Regions from separate parts of the Salmo salar genome. Here region 1 is linked to region 2. A link is a contact called in public Hi-C data. All regions are on one chromosome and are shown on one strand. Each heading gives the region's core, a stretch centred on a gene start, on an enhancer-like site or on the middle of the called end of the contact. The rest is flanking DNA. Distances are from core to core; before and after follow the strand shown.

Region 1 (5,684 bases), core at 2,008-4,507, 34 kb after region 2:
AAGCCAGAGATCTGGGACTAACAGATCATGTCTTCAATTCACCTCTGCTGGTCCGTGGGGTTCTGAATGATGGTTTTCTCTCCGTCAATAACGTGCTGCTTCAACTGATGGGACAGCATGCCTGAGGAGAGAGTGTTACACTGGAATAAAAACACGGTATGCTATTTCGCAAGCTACCAGTAGAAGATGTAAGGGATTGAATGTACTGTGTATGAATATGGCAGTAGGGCGCCAACTAGGTTAAATGGCAAGCGGTGACTCACTCACCCTCTATGGCTGAGCATTTGAATGACTTGGCGATCTTGTTCCAGGCCTCTGTGACCTGCGAGTTCTGAACGAGAGAGATAAACATCCTAAAAAGTTAAAACAGCTATGAATCCAATGATGGAAATACTGTACCGTCACAACGATACCAACTTGATTTGTTTGTTAAGCTTTTCTTTCCAAACCGGGTCACTGGGTCCCTGACTAGCCTGGTCCCAGATCTGTTTGTGCTATACAGCCAACTCAAACCGTAGGAGTTGGCGATAAAACACAGCCAGATCCAGGACCAGGCTAGTCCCTGACCGTCCACTCAGTAAAGCGCTAACGCAGCACCTCACCTGGTTTCCAGGTTTGACCAGCCTGAGGGCGGCCTCTGCACACAGGTGTGCCGCTATGATCACGTCGGCCTTACGCCCCGTCAACGGAGCATCCTGATGAAGAGAAGAAAATCAAAAACAGGATGTGAAGGTGACGCAAAATCCTCTTCCTAACGTTACGTGACTGTTGCACTACGCGCATTAAAAACATGTCTGATGTGCTGCGCGTCCATCTCTGTTAATATCCGTATGCTGGCATTTCTGTGTGACATCTGCACTCTCGCTAACGTCAACGCAAACAACGATTGAGGTGCTACTACCTTGGTCACTCCCACCACAAAGCTGTGAGCCAGGTTTGAGATGAAGCCGTCCACGTGCACCCCCAGGTCACTGCACAGGCAACACAAGAATAACACAGTCCCACAGTGACTCAAGACCATCAGACTGGCCCGTGCATTGACATGGGAAGGGGTAGTCTCCCAACAGTTGAATAGGGCCAGCAATACAGAAAAGGCACAGGTACAGCCTCATTAACAATTCAATACAACGTTCCTACATTTTGACGAGGTCGCCGTCCTTCAGTACGATCTCAGGGTCACTCTTCAGCGGAGAGAAGTGGCACACGCAGTTGTTGACAGACACGCTGGTTGGGAAAGCAATACCTGAGGGTGCCAATAAAGTACAGACATTTAATTACATTGAATAGTGTCAGCAAGTCATTTTCCATGCACTGTCTGCACAAGAGAATATCAAGTGTTTTCCTTGATTCCTTGTCTCCTCACTTCCTTCTGACGTTTTGAGGAGGCAAGGTGAAAGGATGAGTAAGCGAGGATAAGACTTGAGATTCAACTTTTCTTCAGTCAAAAAGTAAACTACAAAACTCTATAAAAGCTACTTGACTTCACTCAGTCATGACAAGGCAAATTATTGAATTAACCAATGAGATGAGGCCCATACCTTTTTTCAGGTCCTTCTCCTTCCTGAAGACCTTTCCAGTTTCAGCCATGATGAAGGCATCTCCCTTCGCACAGAGGCTGACTACTGTCTCACCAGCCTTGGCTGCCTCCACCACAGCCTTCAGGGCCTCTGGATAGGAAAGGACAGAACAGAGGTTAAGTAAGTAAGCTTTAAGTATTTAGTATTAGGATCAGGGAAGATGACTGATGGAGACCTTGATAAGGCAAGGCCGTGGATATTGACACTTTTAAATCTGCTTGTCGAATAGCATTTCACTGTTATCCTGCTAGTAGTCTACACCAGTTGTTTACAAAACATTCCATGAGGAAAATATAAGATTCTTGTCATTGAAGCAAAGTGCATAAAGATCCCTTCCCAGCAGCATTATGGGGGATCATCAGGATTTACATCAATTCCAAGGAACACACTTCAAGGTCTTCAATGTTGATGCACGGGGAGTATATCATCGCTATAGGTGGGTGCACAGGGAGTAACGTTATTGCATAGCCGCTAGCTATAGCTGTGTTACAGGTCTGAGGCAATGCATTGCCACTGAACCGACAGGTGCTGATGGTAATTGTGCCGACAGGTAACCGGTGTGAAATTGGTAGCTTAGTTAGCGTTGCGCGATGACGTCACTCGCGCCGAGACCTTGAAGACGTTTCTCTTGCTCTGTGAAAGGGCCGCAGCTTTTGTGGCGCGATAGGTAACCATGCTTCATGGGTGACTTGTAGATGTGTGCTGAGGGTCCCTAGTTCAAGCCCAGGTTGGGGGGGACGGACGCAAGACTGTTACATATACAATGAGAGAATAGGTTTATTGAGAAAACGATTCACTTGCTGCTGACAGTTCAGGATGATTGACAGCATGCATGAGATGAGCGCTGGGGGGAAAAAACGACCTCTTTGCTTTGCGTTTAACAGCTGTGCTACGTAGCTAGCAAGTTGGCTTAGCTACATGAGCTAGTTGAAATAACTCTGGCAATTAACTGACTAAACTTTGCAAATAAGTAACTAGGTAGATGTAACTGGATCATAACTTGTTCAGAAGGCAGTTTGTCGACCAGTTAGTTTTACCAGCAGTGACAACTTCCCAGGCAGTGCATTGAATCTTAGCTAGTTAGCTCACTAGCGGCATGTCAGTTAGCCACCATCATTTAGCCACTTTAGCTAACTAGTAGTTACATAAGTGCATGTATAGACTAACTTTAGTATTAGCTAGCAATAATATGCTAACTCGTGGCTACGATTTCTCTACGACACGGGCAAAATGCTAGCCCCGACGAGTCATTGATTTATCGCTAGCGAGCAACACAGCACATGGCTGCATTGTGATAGATGAATATGCTAGCTAGTCACCTCTGCATACAATCAGTGGACTCGGTCACGTTTAAACTCAATCAACATGTTCATATTCACTTACGGTTGGCAATCTCGGCACCCATTTTGTACTTGGTGACGACCAAATCATCGGCGATTGTCTGCTCTTGTGGATCGTCGTCTCCAGACATATTTTCGGTAGCTCTTTCTCACTCAAAGTAACTTTTTTTTTTTCGCGGGTTTCAGCTACAGTCTGGACCACGCTGCCTGGTCTGCTCTCTCCTCCGCGGTTTGTAGCCCAGGCCCAAAACGCCTGAGACCCCTCCTACTGGCGGACAACGTCCCACGCCATGCGTGCACGCTGAGCACCGAATTGAATAACATTTTTTTTTATCGCTACATGTAGGCCTTATTCAGTAGTCATTCGATGTTGGCCTGGTACCGTTCTTCCGTATTATATTATCTGCATATCTACATTACTATGACTAATCAAAAAATAGTGTATGCAAATCTCGACTTGCTTTTCTCTCGCTGTCAATGTTCAATTTAATTTAAGGGCTTTATTGGCATGATAAACGTATGTTTGCATTGCCAAAGCAAGTGAAACAGATAATTAACAAAAGTGAAAAAAAACAATCAAAAAATTACAGTAAACATTACCCTCGCAAAAGTTCCAAATGTCAAAGTATGTTTATATACAGTGTTGTAATGATGTGCAAGTAGTTAAAGTACAAAAGGGAAAATAAATAAACATAAATATGGGTTGTATTTACAATGGTGTTTGTTCTTCACTGGTTGCCCTTTTCTTGTGGCAACAGGTCACATATATTGCTGCTGTGATGACACACTGGTATTTCACCCAGTAAATATGGGAGTTTATCAAAATTGGATTTGTTTTTGAATTCTTTGTGGGTCTGTAATCTGAGGGAAATATGTGTATCTAATATTGTCATACATTTGGCAGGAGGTTAGGAAGTGCACAGTGGTCAGTCACAGTAGCCAGGTATTCTGCCACTGTGTACTCTGTATGTCAAGTAATTATTATGATTTGGTTGAGTCTAATTGTGTTGCTGTCCTGGGGCTCTGTGGGGTCTGTTTGTGTTTGTGAACAGAGCCCCATGACCAGCTAGCATAGGGGGCTCTTCTCCAGGTACATTTTCTGTAGGTGATGGCTTCGTTATGGAAGGTTTGCAAATCGCTTTAGGTGGCTTTAGAATTTAATGGCTCTTTTCTAGATTTTGATAATTAGCGGGTAACGGCCTAATTCTGCTCTGCATACATTATTTGGTGTTTTACGTTGTACACAGAGGATATTTTTGCAGAATTCCGCATGCAGAGTCTCAATTTGGTGTTTGTCCCATTTTGTGAATTCTTGGTTGGTGAGTGGACCCCAGACCTCACAACCATAAAGGGCAATGGGTTCTAATGGATCCTAATTGGTATGTCAAATTGTATGTTCCTTTTGATGGCATAGAAGGCCCTTCTTGCCTTGTCTCTCAGATAGATAGTTCACAGCTTTGTGGAAGTTACCTGTGGCGCTGATGTTTAGGCCGAGGTATGTATAGTTTTTTGTGTGCTCTAGGGCAATGGTGTCTAAATAGAATTTGTATTCGTGGTCCTGGCAACTAGACCTTTTTTGGAACACCATTATTTTTGTCTTACTGAGATTTACTGTCAGGGCCCAGGTCTGGCTGAATCTGTGCAGAAGATCTAGATGCTGCTATAGGCCCTCTTTGGTTCGGGACAGAAGCACCAGATCATCAGCAAACAGTAGACATTTGACATCAGATTATAGTAGGGTGAGACCGGGTGCTGCAGTCTGTTCTAGTGCCCTCGCCAATTCGTTGATATATATATGTTGAAGAGGGTGGGGCTTAAGCTGCATCCCTGTCTCACCTCCCGGCCCTGTGGAAAGAAATGTGTGTGTTTTTTGCCCATTTTAACCGCACAATTGTTGTTTGTGTACATGGATTTTATAATGTTGTATATTTTTCCCCCAACACCACTTTCCATCAATTTGCCCTCATGCCAAATGGAGTCGAAAGCTTTTTTGAAATCAACAAAGCATGAGAAGACTGCTTTGTTTTGGTTTGTTTGTTTGTTTGTTTGTCAATTAGGGTGTGCAGCGTGAACACGTGGTCTGTCGTACGGTAATTTGGTAAAAAGTCAATTTGACATTTTCTCAGTCCCTTGTTTTCACTGAGGAAATGTGCAAGTCTACTGTTAATGATAATGCAGAGAATTTTACCATGGTTGCTGTTGACGCATAACCCACTGTAGTTATTGGGGTGAAATTTGTCTCCACTTTGTGCATTAGGGTGATGAGTCCTTGGATCCAAATATTGGGGAATATGCCAGAGCTGAGGAGAGTTTAAGTATAGCCAATTGGAATTTGTGGTCTGTATATTTTATCATTTAATTTAGCATACCATCAACCCCACAGGCCTTTTTGGGTTGGAGGGTTTGTATTTTGTCCTGTAGATCATTCAATGTATTTGGAGAATCCAGTGGGTTCTGGTAGTCTTTTTATAGTTGATTCTAAGATTTGTATTTGATCATGTAGTATATGTTTTTGCTTTGTTCTTTGTTATAGAGCCAAAAAGATTGGAGAAGTGCTTTATCGTGTTGTTGTTTGTTTTCCAAGTTTGTTTTCCAATTTTCCCAGACGTGGTTAGATTCTATGGATTCTTCAATTACATTAAGCTGATTTCTGACGTGCTGTTCCTTCTTTTTCCGTAGTGTATTTCTGCATTGTTTTAGTGATTCACCATAGTGAAGGTGTAGACTCAGGTTATCTGGGTCTCTGTTTTTGGTTGGACAGGTTTCT
Region 2 (5,560 bases), core at 1,333-3,832:
TCGGATGCAAGAGGACCGCCTGTTGCGAAAGACGCTGTACGGACAGCTACAACTGGGCCGTCGCTCTGCAGGTGGGCAGAAAAAGCAGGCTAAAGGACCAACCGAAGACATCACTATAGAAGTGTGGGATGAACTCTGCCTCCCTCCAGACTGTTGCTGCGACCTTTCCACCTGGCGCGGCCTGCTCCGGCCTCAACGGGACAGGCCTTTGCGTGCTCTGTCTGTGGCAGACTGTGTGCATCCCGCATCGGATTATACAGTCATCAGTGAACACACAAGCTGTAGTGGAAGTCAGTGTGTGTGTGTTTCAGTTAGCGGACTCACCTCACTAGCAAAGTCCGAGTCAGGGGTGGTCTGCTGGGGTCGGATGGGTACAGGTTTAGGGGCTCCACTCACTCCCCCAGGGGCCACCTCTGATGAGATACCCCCATCTCCGTGGCCTGACCCTGGGCTTAGGGGGTGAGGAGATACGGGGCTGGTAGGAGAGGCATCCTCATTTAAATACAGCACCTATATCAGGAGAGAGAAGAGAGGGAGATACTTAGTCGGAGACATACATTTTAGGACAGGTTATGCCATGGCATCACTGTGTATGTGTTCCATGTGTGTGTGTGTGTGTGTGTGTGTGTGTTTGTAGGTGTGTGTGTATATGTGTGCATACGCATGCCTGCATGCACGCGTGTGTTTGCATACTGCGTGTGCCTGCGTGGGTTTCTGTGTGCGCGCTGTGCTTCCCGTGCGCGCTTTCCTGCATTTGTGTGCGTGCTCCCCACCCACCCTCAGAACAGCGTTGATATAGATGCGGCTGGCCTGGCCAGAGTTGTCCAGCTGAAACCACTGGTCCATGCTGAGGTCAGGACTAGCCAGCAGACGGGACAGAGGGATGGACAGACTGCCCAGAGACAGAGCCCGGTCATCATCCTTCACCTGGAGGGAGGAGGAGGAGGAAGAAAGAGGGGGAGGAGGAGAGAGGCAGATGAGGAGGAGGTTGGGTGTTTCACAGAGAAAAGGTAAAAAGATGTGTGGATATGATTGACAGGTGGATAAGGGCGGATAAGGTTTGATATTCTACAACAGTGGTGTGTGTCTGTGACATCTGCAGTAAACGAGGATCCACTCGTAACCACTGTGACGTGGTTACCACTGTGACCCATTACGAGAGACAGAGATGGATAGAGAGAGACAGATGGATAGAGAGAGAGACAGAGAGAGAGACAGAGATGGATAGAGAGAGAGAGATGGAAAGAGAGAGAGAGAGAGAGAGATTGATAGAGAGAGAGATGGAAAGAGAGAGAGAGAGAGAGATTGATAGAGAGAGAGAGAGAGATGGAAAGAGAGAGAGATTGATAGAGAGAGAGAGATGGAAAGAGAGAGAGAGATGGAAAGAGAGAGAGACAGATTGATAGAGAAAGACAGCGATTGATAGAGAGAAAATAGGCTTGTGGATATCTTATTACCTGAATATCAATTTCCTGTTTGCGAGGGTCCTGGATGTAGAATGTGAAGGCAACTTCCCACACTGGGTCAGTGGTAAGATAACAAGTCTAGGAACCATAGGGGAGAGGATACAAGTGATGGAACATGAGAGAAATACACTAACCTAGAGCTTAAGGCAAATGTACACTATAGTTATTAAGACCTTCTGAGGGCCTATGGAGGTGAATTCCTACCTTACTCTCCTTGGTTGTGTCTTCTACGGACAGCTGCACCATGGGGCTGGGGTCCTTGTTACCCTTTTTCATCTGAAGCCCAACATATAAAACAGATGTGACACACACCAACAGCCAGCCACAGGGGACATAATGAAGAGAAGCTTTTGCTATTGTCACAGCTAATGGGGGGGGAGGGTCAGAACAGACAAAGACCGCAGCACTGCAGCCCAGAGCATCAGTCAGTCAGTCAGTCTGTACTCACAGGCAGGTCTTGAGCCCGGTCCAGATAGACAGCCAGGATGGCTGCAGAAGGAGGGTCTGTTGTCTTACAGGTCATATTCTGGTTCCTCTGGATAACCTGATCACCGGGGAAGACAGGGCTTTAGTGGTCCATCGCCATGACTACAGCTTAAATGCTGAAGGCGTAATGAGATTTCTATCCAACTTGCAACGGCAATGTTTACAAACTACATCACAAGCACTCCTTATTCTAAAAATGTGAGGGGAGTCTACCCAAAACCATGCAAGCATTTTATTTGACCATGGGAACATGGTAGTGATACAGTGATGTTGTGTAGTGGGCACCTCATTGAGTCGCTCAGCAGAGGACAGCAGAGAGAGCCACTCCAGACGGAGGTGAACACTGCCAGATGGTACATCCTTCAGACTAAACCACTAGTAGAGAAAGAGAGGGGGGTTTAACGAGAACTTCAGACTGAACCAATGAGTGTTGAAGAGGGGGGGTGAGTGCTTGAGGTGGAATGACAAAGATACTCATTCTAGGTGGTGGTAATCGTTTACATTTTAAAGTAGCGGTGTTTAGAGCGAATATTCTAGAATAGCCGGTACTCAAGCAGTAGACAATATGAGGTGGTGATTCTCTGTACTGATGTGCACTGGCACAGTTCAAACACTAGGGGGGGTCACGTTATTGTAGTGAGACGGTGGTGAGCCCAGAGAGCCAGAAGGAGATCAGGAGGGAGGCACACTGGGTCTGCATGACACCTGCTGCTTTAAACGGGATTACCAGATCCAACCGTAATTCAGTCTACAGCCGCGTCTTAAGGGCAGCCTTAATTCCAACTCATTCCAGCTTTTACTATCTTATACGAGATACGGACAATAGCTGGTAGAGAGAGATATACACTATACCTCAGTTAAAATTCTCATTGACTGGAGCTACTTCTAAATAGTGAAAGTAAATTACTTTTTACTGAACCAATACTATTGTGACGTGTCAGACTTACTTTCGATATGAAGTAAATAAGATGAAAAACTAAAGCATATAGCCATTAGCACTTGTAACTCACCTCGTCTAAAACTCTGGCTTTGTGTACGATATCTAGATCCATCTTGACCCTGAGAGAGAGAGAGAGAGAGAGAGAGAGAGAGAGAGAGAGAGAGAGAGAGAGAGAGAGAGAAGGAACATTACAACGTAGCACAAGTGCATTTGTAACTGCGATGGAGATGGTGTAACAGAGAAATACAGAGAAAGCGCGAGGGAATGACGACGATGCTACCTGCCCAGGAAGTCATCCTGGTTCTGGTCTTTATCAAACACCTCCACCTCCAACTCCTGACCAGGCACTTCATGGACAATCACCTGACACACACACACAGTATAAAACACATGTACACACGTAAACACCACACCAGATGACACAGTAGCAACAGTAACAGCAAACAACACGACAGACTGAATGTATATGTAGCAGAAAAGCTGTATAAAAAAAATATATATATATATTTGTACTCCGATGGAGTTGGTTAATAAAGAACGTCATTTCTTTAAAAATACAATATGACAGACACATGCGAATAGGATCAATTGAAAATATCCAAAGAGGTCCCATGTTTGATAGCTACATTATTGCAGAGCTATATAGCATCAAATATAAGGCATCTGAGTTTCTCCCAACAGCCCTGAAGTCCATGCTATCACACATACTCTGCTCCTTGTGCAAGACCGTTCATTTCTCATGATGCAGCAGAGGAAACAACTAAGAGATCAAACTAGATAAACAAAACCATCTCTATAGAAACCAAGGCCAGAGCTTCCCCTTTTCTTTGCTGCACAAAGCAGAATACGCTGCCTGAGGAAAACCTGTTTGGTCAAAACACTCTGCGAGGTAGTGCACTATTTAGGGAACAGGGTGCCATTTTGGGACGCACTTATAATATGCCCGATCTGCTCCTACCACTGTAAATATTGCTGTGTGGTTCACTGAAGTGGTATTTCTGCAATACGCAGGCCTTGTTTTTTGTGGGATTCTTACAGAGAGAAGCAGATAAAACAAACCAAGGGCAGTGCGACATGCGACATTCTCTCTCATAGCAGGCTGCAGTGGTGGAGGGCCGGTGACTCCCCTCTTAATGGACCGAAGCCTAAGACAGATGTCACACTCAGGGCTACAATCAGGTCACTACAGGGAGAAAGGCATTTACAATGGCGCTGTACAAGCAGTGAATGTCAACCCACTGGGCACAGACGTCATTTCAGCGTCTAGTTTTGATTTACATTGGGTCGAGTTGTCAACTAACATGAATTCAACGTGAAATCGAGAAGAAATGTCACCATGTCATTGGACTTATGTTCGATTTGGTAAAATTCCCTTACATTGATTACTTTTAGCAAATCCAATCAGTTTCCCACGTTGATTCAACGTCACATTGAACGTTGTTGCTGAAATGACGTGGAAACCAGTTTTCAACCAATGTTCTAATTTCATATTTTCATTTTGCTGACAATTTGCAATGTCCTCCTGAGTTGTCTTGAAAGGTGCTTGAAGTAAGGAGGATCTACTGTAACTATTTTGACTTGTTCAGTTGGTCTTTCACAGGGTTCCCAGCTGCAAGCCCCACCTCAATAACAGACACATTTAACAAGACTCATAAATATGCAATAACTAATAATGAGCTGGGGGACCAGCAACGCTCTGCGGTAGCTCTGAGTGATGAATTCAGCTTTAGACAGTCTGTGGTGTTGTATTCCATCTATTCTCCCCGCTCTCACATCTCTGAAATAATTGGTCGGAGAACTATCCCAGCTGTGCGCCTCGGAACGGTGAATATTCATCTTTAGACAGTAATGTATCAGTTTTCCCCCCTCTCACATCTCTGTCTTCTCAATCACTCTCTGTCCGTCTTCCACTCTTTCTCAATCTTCTCTCTCTCTCGTCACCTCAAACATTTTCTCTCTTGTCACCTCAAACATCTCTCTCTCTTTCCTCTCGTCACCTCAAACATCTCTCTCTCTTTCCTCTCTTGTCACCTCAATCATCTCGCTCTCTCACCTCATACATCTCTCTCCACTGTGGGTTGAGGTTGCTGTCCACGGTGTGTGATGTGAAGGTCTGTGTGCCCACACGCAGCACGGCATACGGATCAGACTTCCCGTCGATTATCCCCTTAATGACCGTATCCTTGGCTGTCAGCTCCTCAGCCTCCAGCAGGTGGATACGCACCACTCCCTGACAGACCGACAGAGAGGCATGATTAACACACAGTCTACATTTCGCCGTCCACTGGTTCCCACATTCTGCAGCTTTGCCCTGAGACATGGCTGTGAACTCCTACAGTCATATGTCTCAGTACAATCGGGTGTTTATCTACGTCAGTCATACAAGTAGGGTCAGTCAATCTGTTGTGTTTTGTAAATGCTTCAGTCTGAGTCTGACTCTCCAGGACAGGTGATTGAGTATTTCAGTGGTGTTACCCGTGGGAGAGGGGAGCGGAGCTGCGCAACGTGCAGGTTGGCCACCAGGGGGATAGTGAGGCGGTTGGGGAGGACCAGGTACGAGGCTATAGCATCCATTATCTTAGTGTCCGACATGGCACTGCAAATGAATGCAAGGGTGGTGTTGGGGACACACAGAGATGGGAAACAAACAAATAGACAAAGACTATAT

The links. Hi-C and Micro-C count contacts between places; a contact is called where the count stands out from the background.
Region 1: a Hi-C map of gill shows a contact between it and region 2, with 3 times the contacts expected there. The contact joins the promoter of LOC106567055 here to the enhancer-like site in region 2. A contact is called at or near these places in 3 of 3 Hi-C or Micro-C datasets (blood, gill and muscle).

What each region holds. Positions count from the first base shown.
Region 1 is chrssa13:41,916,371-41,922,054 of Ssal_v3.1, forward strand. It overlaps LOC106567055 (proliferation-associated protein 2G4), which reads right to left and starts at 3,258. Exons shown (of 13, transcript XM_014135890.2): 1 at 2,961-3,258; 2 at 1,539-1,667; 3 at 1,138-1,243; 4 at 902-971; 5 at 603-695; 6 at 268-331; 7 at 43-121. The coding sequence starts at 3,048.
Region 2 is chrssa13:41,883,194-41,888,753 of Ssal_v3.1, forward strand. LOC106567056 (extended synaptotagmin-1) reads right to left here. Exons shown (of 31, transcript XM_014135893.2): 8 at 5,368-5,488; 9 at 4,946-5,122; 10 at 3,173-3,255; 11 at 2,963-3,011; 12 at 2,238-2,327; 13 at 1,915-2,010; 14 at 1,671-1,742; 15 at 1,458-1,544; 16 at 778-927; 17 at 325-510. Among protein-coding and RNA genes, the nearest start is that of LOC106567056, 11 kb to the right of the region's middle. Within about 2 kb of position 2,583, at least 3 of the 13 cell types and tissues checked have an H3K27ac peak or open chromatin away from gene starts, as enhancers often do.